2 separate regions of the Arachis hypogaea genome follow, and region 1 is linked to region 2. Evidence: chromatin contacts called from public Hi-C data. All regions are on one chromosome and are shown on one strand. Each heading gives the region's core, a stretch centred on a gene start, on an enhancer-like site or on the middle of the called end of the contact. The rest is flanking DNA. Distances are from core to core; before and after follow the strand shown.

The links. A called contact is a pair of places that touch in the nucleus more often than the background predicts.
Region 1: a Hi-C map of leaf shows a contact between it and region 2, with 4 times the contacts expected there. The contact joins the enhancer-like site here to the promoter of LOC112754075 in region 2. A contact is called at or near these places in 3 of 8 Hi-C or Micro-C datasets (leaf and an unstated tissue).

Annotation. Positions count from the first base shown.
Region 1 is chr16:27,321,826-27,327,060 of arahy.Tifrunner.gnm2.J5K5, forward strand. It overlaps the pseudogene LOC112758726. Among protein-coding and RNA genes, the nearest start is that of LOC112758725, 8.2 kb to the right of the region's middle. Within about 2 kb of position 1,741, at least 2 of the 3 cell types and tissues checked have open chromatin away from gene starts, as enhancers often do.
Region 2 is chr16:27,132,543-27,137,301 of arahy.Tifrunner.gnm2.J5K5, forward strand. It overlaps LOC112754075 (protein CUP-SHAPED COTYLEDON 3), which reads right to left and starts at 2,354. Exons shown (of 2, transcript XM_025801669.3): 1 at 1,889-2,354; 2 at 254-1,078. The coding sequence starts at 2,167. The coding sequence ends at 680.

The DNA of each region.
Region 1 (5,235 bases), core at 491-2,990, 190 kb after region 2:
AATTACATGTATTATGTATGCAAACATATTATGAATCGTTATTTATATCATTTATATTATAGTACGCAACAGAACTAACCTATAATAATTTTAAGCAATAGAACTAATTAAAGAAAAAGGTTGTGCGAACCATATGACACACGACTACACTACATTATTAGAAATAGTAACAGAAAAAACTATTTTAAAACATTACAATCTTAGTGGTAACATAACATAATACAATTTCACTAGAAAACTAAGAGGTATAACCAACAATAAGCTAATAAATATATTTAAATTATATTTTATGTTAATTAATTGTCATTAATTATTAATTATTTAAATTTTATTTTAAAAAAATACAATATTAATGATTATTAATTATTTTTTTATTCTAATTCATCTTTTACTATTTATTACGTAAATTCTAATTTCTCTTTTAAAAAAAATGTCCAAACTCCAAAAAAACCACCAAAATCATCCAAATCCTAAAAAAATATATATACAAAACATAGGAAAAAAAACTAGTTAAAATGATCATTTAAAACCAAATAGGAGAGGAGAAGAAGAAGAGTCGTAGGGTGACCGGCGACGACATCTTAGACGGTGTTGCATGTACGGTGGGAGACTCGTGGTGGCACGTTGCGAGGAGGAAGCCACGAAGGCCACGCATCGCGAGTGGAGGAGTCGCCATGGATCGGAATAGTTGATCGCGCATCGCGAATGGGGGACCGGAGGTGGCTGCGTCGCAACGGATGGGGGCCGCAGCGGTGCAGATGCGTCGGGACAGTGGGCGACGACGTCGACGAAAAAAGGACGGTGACGAGATGCGTGGAAAAGGTCGCACAGCACGACGAAAGATGCGATGGTGGTCAATGAGCGGCAGCGTCGAAAATACGTGGAGACGGCGGATTTGTGGAGGAAGAGATTTGACTGTTTTCAAATGAATAGAAAGGGATTAGATTTTGTATGAATTATTTTTACTGTGGATTATAAATGTGATTAGAATAAATGTAGAAATAATTTTTTTTGAATTTTGAATTTTAATTTTTAAAATTTTATTTATTTATAAAATTTAAATTATAATAGAGTTGGGTTATGTTGACGTGTAGAAAAGTTATTTCTCTATATTTTTTTAATATAATATAGTAACTGAAACTTACAATATATAGATCATAGGCTTGTCAGTATTTAAAACAAAATCATTAATTCATTGGTATAATTATATAGTATCATAATGATGCAAAGGTGAGCCAATCCATTGAATTTAGTCGAATCTATTCCCCTCTAAATCAAAATATAATAACACACTGTTATTATTATATTTTTACAATCTTAGCTAAGAAGGACACGCGGCTTTGAGTGTTTGAAATAGCTAGAATTCTGACTACTTTTGGTGACGAATCTTTATTTTTTTAAAGTATATTTTCAAGCAAAAAATTTGCCGCTTGATCCGTAATTATATGTTGTACGCAAATTTAAACAATGAAATTAAGGGGCTGATGTGTTCATATATATAGCTTAAACAGGTTTTACTTTTTTTTTTTTTAAGAAAGAACAAACTCAACACAGAAAATGGAGCATATAATTGTCAAAACAAAATATAAATCGAAGTAACTCCTATATCATTTTCAACATAAGTCAACTATCACACTACTTTCTAGAATAATAAAATAATTTAACAACATAATCTACCACATCTGTTGTCTTTGTTATCTTTTATTATTATCATTATTCTAGTGAGGCTGAGAAAAAAGGGTCGTTATTTCAGTCGCGTCATGTGTGATTAGAGGAATATTCGTCTTGTGTGCTTTAATTTGTTAAATATTCTGTTAATTACAAAAGGATGAAAATTTGAGGTCCAAAATACATGAGCACTTAATTATCTTGGGTTTTTTCTTTTGCTACTTTAATTTCAACCGTGACAATGAAATTTATGATTTAATTTTGGTAATGAAATGAATGGATTCCAACTGGCCATGTCATCGATCAGCGGTGCAGGGCATATCCGACGGTAAGGGAATGAATGTAGTGAACGATATGAAAGTGCAATGACCCTTAAATGCCCATTAACATTTTGAATAAAAACAATATGAAATAATGAAAGTGTAGGAATAACAAGGAATTAAATAATAGAAATGGTGGAATTCGTTAATGTGCCATGCTACTGCCTATTGGCTCTGAAACAATAATTAATATCATTTTTCAAAAAGAAAATTTATAGAAAACAACATGAAGTGTAGTTGTTAGTAAACTTGTTGTATATTCATTATATGATAAACCTTTAATAGTCAATAGTCTTATGACTAATAATCGCCAAATTAAATACTTTAACTAACCGTCGAGTGTTTGTCCGTTAGGGTTTAGGGTTGGGGATATAGGGTTTAGGGATTAGGGTTGGTGGTTTAGGGTTTGGAATTTGTAGTTTAGAGTTTGGAGTTGGGGATTTAGGGTTTAGGATTTGGGGGTTGGGGGTTGAATTTGTGATTTAGAATTTGGGATTTAGGGCTTATGGTTTGGGGTTTAAGGTTGGGAGTTTAGGGTTTGGAATTTAGGGTTTAGGATTTAAGGTTGGGGGTTTAGGGTTTATGGTTAAGGTTTAGGGTTTGGGGTTTAGGATTTAGGATTTAGGGTTTGTAGTTTAGGGTTTAGGGTTTGGGGGTTGGACTTGTGGTTTAGAGTTTAGGATTTAATGTTTGGAGTTTAGGATTTGGGATTTGGAGTTTAGGGTTTAGAGTTTATGGTTTATGGTTTGGGGTTTAGGATTTCGATTTGGAGGTTGGGGGTTTAGGGCTTATAGTTTGGGATTTAGGATTTAGGGTTGGGGGTTTAGGATTTGGTGTTTCGGATTTGGGGTTTATGAATTTGGGGGGTTAGGGTTGAGAGTTGAGGGTTGGGGTTTAGGGTTAGAGTTTGGGGTTTAGGATTTGAGTTTGGGGTTTAGAAATTGTAGAAAAATAACATAACGATTATTTAGCTACTTAGTGTGAAGCTTCACCTCTACTGATACAAATATTGAAAAATGAATACAAACAATAGGGAATCAAGAAATATCTTAATACTACATGTATTGGCTCCCTGCCAGTACTTTCAATTATTTCCAAGTATAAAGTGCTTTCTAGTTTCTATTGCTGTTATCAAGGCAACAATTTTTTCAGAACTTGAAGAGCGCTTCCTTGCCCCTTTGAAATCGAAGGATGACGAGAAGGTCCGGATCGATCAGATCCCTGGCTAACTGAATTGGAAGTTAATACATAACTGAATGTCATTGAACAACTTGTACAAGTCAGCAACAAAAGCTAGAGATCATGTTTTTGTAACAAGGAAGATTTACATGTATAATTTGTAAGGTTTGTTTACAAGAGGATACATATAATCCATGTTTATTCTCTTTACAAGAAATTGAAAATATATAAATTAGCAACATTCTTTAAGAGTCCATTCAAAACCTTTTGGATGGTAGAAGAAGTTGGTAACAAAGAATCAGCCCCTCACAGCACCACCATGCCTTGGATCTCTAAAATGATTCAGAAGAGACAGGGCCTAAACAGAACCAAATCTCAGTCACCACATTTTGTAACAAAACAAAGAAGATAAAGAGAAAACTTCTCTTTAGCCCTTGCGGTGCCTGATGGTGATAAAGCTACTAATGGTGGAACAGCTCCTTCTTGGAGTACCATGTTTAAATGTAGAAGAGCTGCTGCTGCATTCTCCTTTCCTCTAGTAGAACCCAACTCAACAACCTCAACCAGAAGAGGAATGCCACCTTGCTGCCCAATCGCAGTTCTTCCACCAGTATTGTGGCCAGATTTGCTAGAACAGCCACAGCCTTATCGACCATTCCAGCTGCAGGGTCCATCAATTCGATCCTTGTTTTCGTGAAATAAAGCAGTGGAAGCATCTTTCTTACCCCTTGGAGTTCCATTACTTAATAACTCAACCAGAGGTTTAATAGCCCCAGCCCTCCCTATCCTGATCTGGTTATCCTCAACCACCTGTCTCTGTTGTTGTCATTGATTGATAAGTTAAGAAGTGCTGTAACAGAGTTTTCTTGGATTGTTGCAATCACCCTGTATGCCTTGATGAAAATTTTCACTAGAGTGTTCACTGGAATCAGAATCAGTTCTTACATGGTTTTGAGATTGAAGCTTCCCTTCTAGATGGTGAAGTTGATGATTGGGAAACTAAATCCACACTTTCTTCGTCTGAGCTAGCAGATGATATTCTTACAGGATCCACATGCTGTGCATTATCCACGCCACGCCACTAAAGGAATCTTCTGGAGTTGAAATAGGATGCAATGGTGATGTTTCCACTTGGTGGTTTGCACTGAAAGAAGTTCTAACAGTTGATTCCTCGATTGAACCAGACTCAATAGATCCATGAAGGAGAGATAGTTGATTTATGTTTGTGGACTTTACTGGATCAACTAGTGTCACATTGTTTGTTTCGCACCAATTAACAATTAATGCTTTTACAGTGTAGTTAGGTATTAGATTGGAATGAACCAGAGTCTGACTGAGTCTTTGGACAAACCATGAGCCCAAGATCAATCCAGTCCTTGATGAAAGCTCGCTGCCTCGCTCATAGGTTTGCCAGGATGACACAATGACTGGATCTGTCATCAATTCCAAAGAGAGAGGACAGCAAAAATCAGCAGGTACCGAATCCGGGATAGAGCTCTGAGCTTGCTTGAGAATGATGATTCGCTCATGCATTCGATCAATATACTCGGCTTCTGCAATGTTTTCAGTTTGTTCAGCATTCTCCTTCAACCTTTCAAGGGCCACAGCTTCAATCAAAACATCTTGATTAGACCTTAAGTCGAGGATCTCGGCAATATTTGCTAGAATCTCAGAACTTGGTCCTTCGCCTTCCAGTTGTTCATTTATAGCTTCCTTAATGATTGATGTCATATCATACCCCAAATCATCAGGTAGACATTGCTGTGAAGCCTTCAGCTTCTGCAAAATATTGAACCCTATAGACTGAACTCTAGCTATCAACGGTTCAGCTTGCATCACCGAGTAATCAAGAAAGAGGAAATAATGATAATCAACACATACTTAACAGGAAAACTATACAAGAAAGCAGTTAGTACTCATCAATCACTGCAAATATAAGCTCAGCTTATTTTATGAGTTCTAAAATTTAATTTTGGAAGGATAGGAAAGTCTTAGAGAGTAAAATAGATTACTTCAAGCCCTTGCTTTTTCCTCCATTACCTTCCAAAATCAAAACCGAAGATCACAC
Region 2 (4,759 bases), core at 1,104-3,603:
CATTTAGCATTTTTTTTTTTTTTTACGATGAATGTTATAAACTATCTAAATACTTTATCCATGAGAGATGTGAGATTTATAATATTTGAACTATAAATATTTTACATAATTCATTTTTCTTTTTATTTTTAAATTCATACTGAAACAATTATATTTTTTTTTTGGAATAATATTAAATATTAAATTTTAAATTTTTGTTATAAAATTTTGCTATTATATTATAAAATTATTTATACAAAAAAACTTTAAACTGTTAGATAGAATCTGACTATACATATAATAAGTGTAACAGTCAATAATTTTTAACTGGGATACATACATTATCAGAAAAATAAAGAAAGGGTTAATTTTAAGGAGAAGAAGGATATGATATATGGCATCTGCATGCTACACCAAAATAAGAAAATTATAAAGAGCCTAATTAATCCAATACGTACACTTACATACACTACTAATTACACAATGAGCATATATATGAATAATATATTACATATCACAACTCCAACCTTGGAACAGCTAACCCAATCTATCACGTGACTTGGCCACTCGAAGCCACACACACACCATAATCGATACATACAACAACGAATTCTTCACACTTTCCATATACATACATAAATAGAATAATATGCATATTTACAAATAATACAATAATACACCTAATTAGTATCTTAGCTTCTTATAGCAATGCAATATTATTATTATTGTTGTTGTTACGATTATTATTATTGTCGACCTGGAAGTCTGATGAGGGCACACCACCATCTTCAAGATCCATGTGATCCCATATGAAGCCATATCCATCATAACCCTTGGGACTAATTTGAGTAACACTGCTATTATTATTATTGGCGTTATTTGTTTGACTATCATCCCTTGATGATGAGAAGTGATGAAGGAAATTATTCATGGCATGATAAGTGTTATTATGGTTGTTGATGGGGTTCAAATGATGGGTTGATACCAATGCCATAGGGTTTGATGATTGATGATGTGTGGAAATGGAATCATACATGATAAGTTTGGCACTGTTTTCTTCTTTGCTTTTGTGGAACACTCTACACAACACCCAATCTTCCTGTGTAATCAAACAAATAGAATTTTAGGGGAACAAAATAATATATATTGTAAAATGTGAAACCCAAACACACGCTTGCTTAAAGACCCTTTAACCTCACACCAAAAATATAATACACACATACACATACACGCCAAATAAACAAACCCTATATATAATATATGAAACCTTTTCCCTTGCTCTACTCACTTTTTTATTTACCCTTCACAACTTTTCCTAATAAAATTAAACTAGTCTTTTCATTTAAAAAGAAAAAAAAACTTAAAGGCGTATTTGGTTTTGTTTTGTTTTTGTTTTATTTTTAATATTTTGTGAAAAAAAAATGAAACAATGAAATTCGAATTTGGATCCTCTAAATTTTAAATTTTCACTTTAGAGGATATATAAAGTGTGATTTCTCATCATTTATTTTATAGGTGGGACTAAGAAAAAATATGAGAGAGAAACTATTCAAAAATGAGAGATTATATTTATACTGTATCTTCTAAGTGAAATTCAAAATTTAGAGGATCCAAATTCATAAAATTTTGTTATTTTGCCAAACATACCCTAAATTAAACCATTCATGCCTAACATTTAAACAGTTAGTTACAAACCGATGAATACTAAGCAAAACCATTTTGATTAAGAATATATATATGGATGAGTCAACAACATAATGGTTTTGTGATGGTGTGTATGAACTTAAAAATTTGCACTAGAGTTAATAATGATGATGAAGTTTTGTCACGGGATGCAAGTAATTAAGAAGAAAAAGAAATATAATGATGATGAAAGTGGAAGTTTGAAAAGAGAGAAAAAGAAAAGTACCTTAGGGGGCATGTGTGGGGTCTCCAAGCGAAACTCATGCATGATCCAGCCAGTTTTGATGCCATTGGGAGCTCTGTTCCGGTAGAACACCAGAGTCTTGCGCATCCCTACAACCTCTTGTGTCAGTGGATCCTGCACCGTTCGATCCTTCCCCGTTGCTTTCCAATAACCACTTGTCGTCGCTCTGTTCGTTCTGAACCCCGTCGCATATTTCCGGTCTCTGAAGCTGAAGAAGTACCATTCATTTGCGTTTAGCTTTGCCACCTCTGCATACCACATCCATCCATATATTTCATTACTCCATTCTTCTCTATACCCAAATTATCTCTTCATTTTCGATACTTGTTTAATAGCTTTCTCAAAATTGTTATACATATATCTTCTTCTATCAATTTAAACTTTTAAGAGAAATAATATATCATGATATAATTTTAGAGTTTTTATTATAACTTAATGTTGAAAGAAAACATTCAGTATAAGGATAAGGAAAAAAAAAGACAAATTATGCAAGAAATTCACGCAAACAAAAAAAAAAGCCTCTTTTATAATGGATTAATTTTTTTTTATTCAACAATTATTGAATTTTAGATTTTTCAATCATAGAAGCTCTGATACCATAATAGAAGAATATATGTATCTTTTATCAATTTAAAATTTTGGAAAAAGTGATATTATGAAAGAACTAATCTAATCATTAATTAATAAATATTAAATTAATTTATATGATTAAATTTCCAAATCTTTAACGACTAAGGGTTAGTTTTATTAAAGAAATCCTAATCCAAAAATCCTAAAATAATATAACAATAATTAGGTGTTGTGTGGAATCAGCATCATGTGTCAACTAGGTCGTGAATGACATGATATTTTCAAGTTTCCAATCTCAGCAGACAAAGGTGACAAGAGAAATAGTGGTACATGACATACACCAACACAGTGTTTGGAAGTTTCAAGGTTGCTATTTCTGTAAATACGTGACCTTTTTTATCCTCTCCCTTGTTTTCACCCTCTTTTCACATATTTCATAATGTTGTGCATGAATCATCATAATATATAATCAGAGAGATGAGGGCTGATTAATTATTCTACGCAAGAAAGATCAAGTATGTCTTTTCATGTGTAAAGTTAGATTTTCTTAACATTTCTTGAGGGAACATTTAATTACTAATTATATATTTATGAGTGCTAAAGAGTCAAAATCATGAAGATAGCGAATCATGCACAAGAAAGGTAAATGAGACATTTATACACGTATGTATGTTAGTGTGTATATATATACATATAATAATTAACTGAATTATCTTTATAATTAATCATCTCTATATATATATTTTGGTTGCTTAATAAGAATGTATTGCTTTGTCAACTTTGTTATAATTAAATAATAATATAATTACCATGTTTATATATGTTGTAAAATTAAAAATTAAAGGGACGACGTTATACCTAAATTAAAGAAAAAATAAAATATGATCATTATTCATTCTATGTTTGAACCTACTCTTGAATATATATCTGCCAGCTAGCTAGAGATCCCTGTATTATTCTAAAAATACTGTATACATACATATATACATACATAAGGCGGATATATACGCCTTATAATATATAATCACACACACAATTATTTTTAAAGAAATTAAATAATAATCCGAATATAGAGGAGAAAACAAGTTTATGCTGTGTGATCTATAGTTATATATAATATACACCAACCACTAGCCACTATACAATTTTTTATTGTTGTTATTATTAGAGATATTTTATCATAAAACTTCCTTGTCTTAAAAATTTAAATGATGAATAGAAAAAAATATAACTAATTATATCTATAACAATAAAAATAATCTCTAAGAAAAATCAAAGTTAGAAGAAATTAAATTTTGATTATAACAAGCTAAGGGCAGAAATCATCAAGATACATAATTACGGTTTAGAATCCCTCCAAAATGCCCCTTTTATAGTTTGTGTTAAAAGTTGAATTTCCTTTGTTTTTTCACACCTTATATATATATAACGGTAACTACTACACGTACATTATTTATTTATTTGTTTTTGTTTATTGTTTGTCTGTTTTTAATGGCGGATCATCACAGATTAAGATTGTTGACAGCTTAAGAGGCATCCGTATAGAACCCCACACGCAGCTACATATTATTGGTGAAAATAAACTACCCATTTTTATATATTTTACAATTTATCTTCCTTCCCGTTCATGTATGTGTCGTGTTCTTTTAAGTATATATAATTAATTAGTATTAAATTATTTACACAAAGTTTCATCATTAAATACCTTTTCTGTGGCCACCAAACCTATTTGCAATCATCAATTTTTTTACTTTAACAAATTTTATTTATCAATCATTCTTTTATATGTCTAAAGTGAAAAAGCAGTTTTGTTCGGTATTAGTCTAAAATGTCAAGCTAAGAGACCTCATTCGTAGTAGCTAGCTAGTCCAACGCTTCTTTAGATTCTCAGGCATCTTAATTAATTAATCAATTCGTTATCTTCAAGAAAAGATTATATATATGTATACATTAGAATAATAATATATAATATATAACCAACTTAAATTGATCTAGTAATTAATTCATAATTTATTTAAGCAAATGTTAGAAATTTGAATTCTGTACATAAATCAACCAAGTGGTTGTAGTGATAAAATTTTATTAAAATTTTGATTCTCGATAAATTAGTGTCGCAAAAAAAAAAAACTAATAACAAATAATGAATGAAGGTTACTAACTAATTAATTGCTTATTAGGTTAGCTTGTGGATCGTCCCAAAATAAAGTGTTTTCGTTGTTTAGCATTTTACAATCCCCTTCAAGTGGTCACACATATGCATGTATGAGTCTCTAATTCAATTCA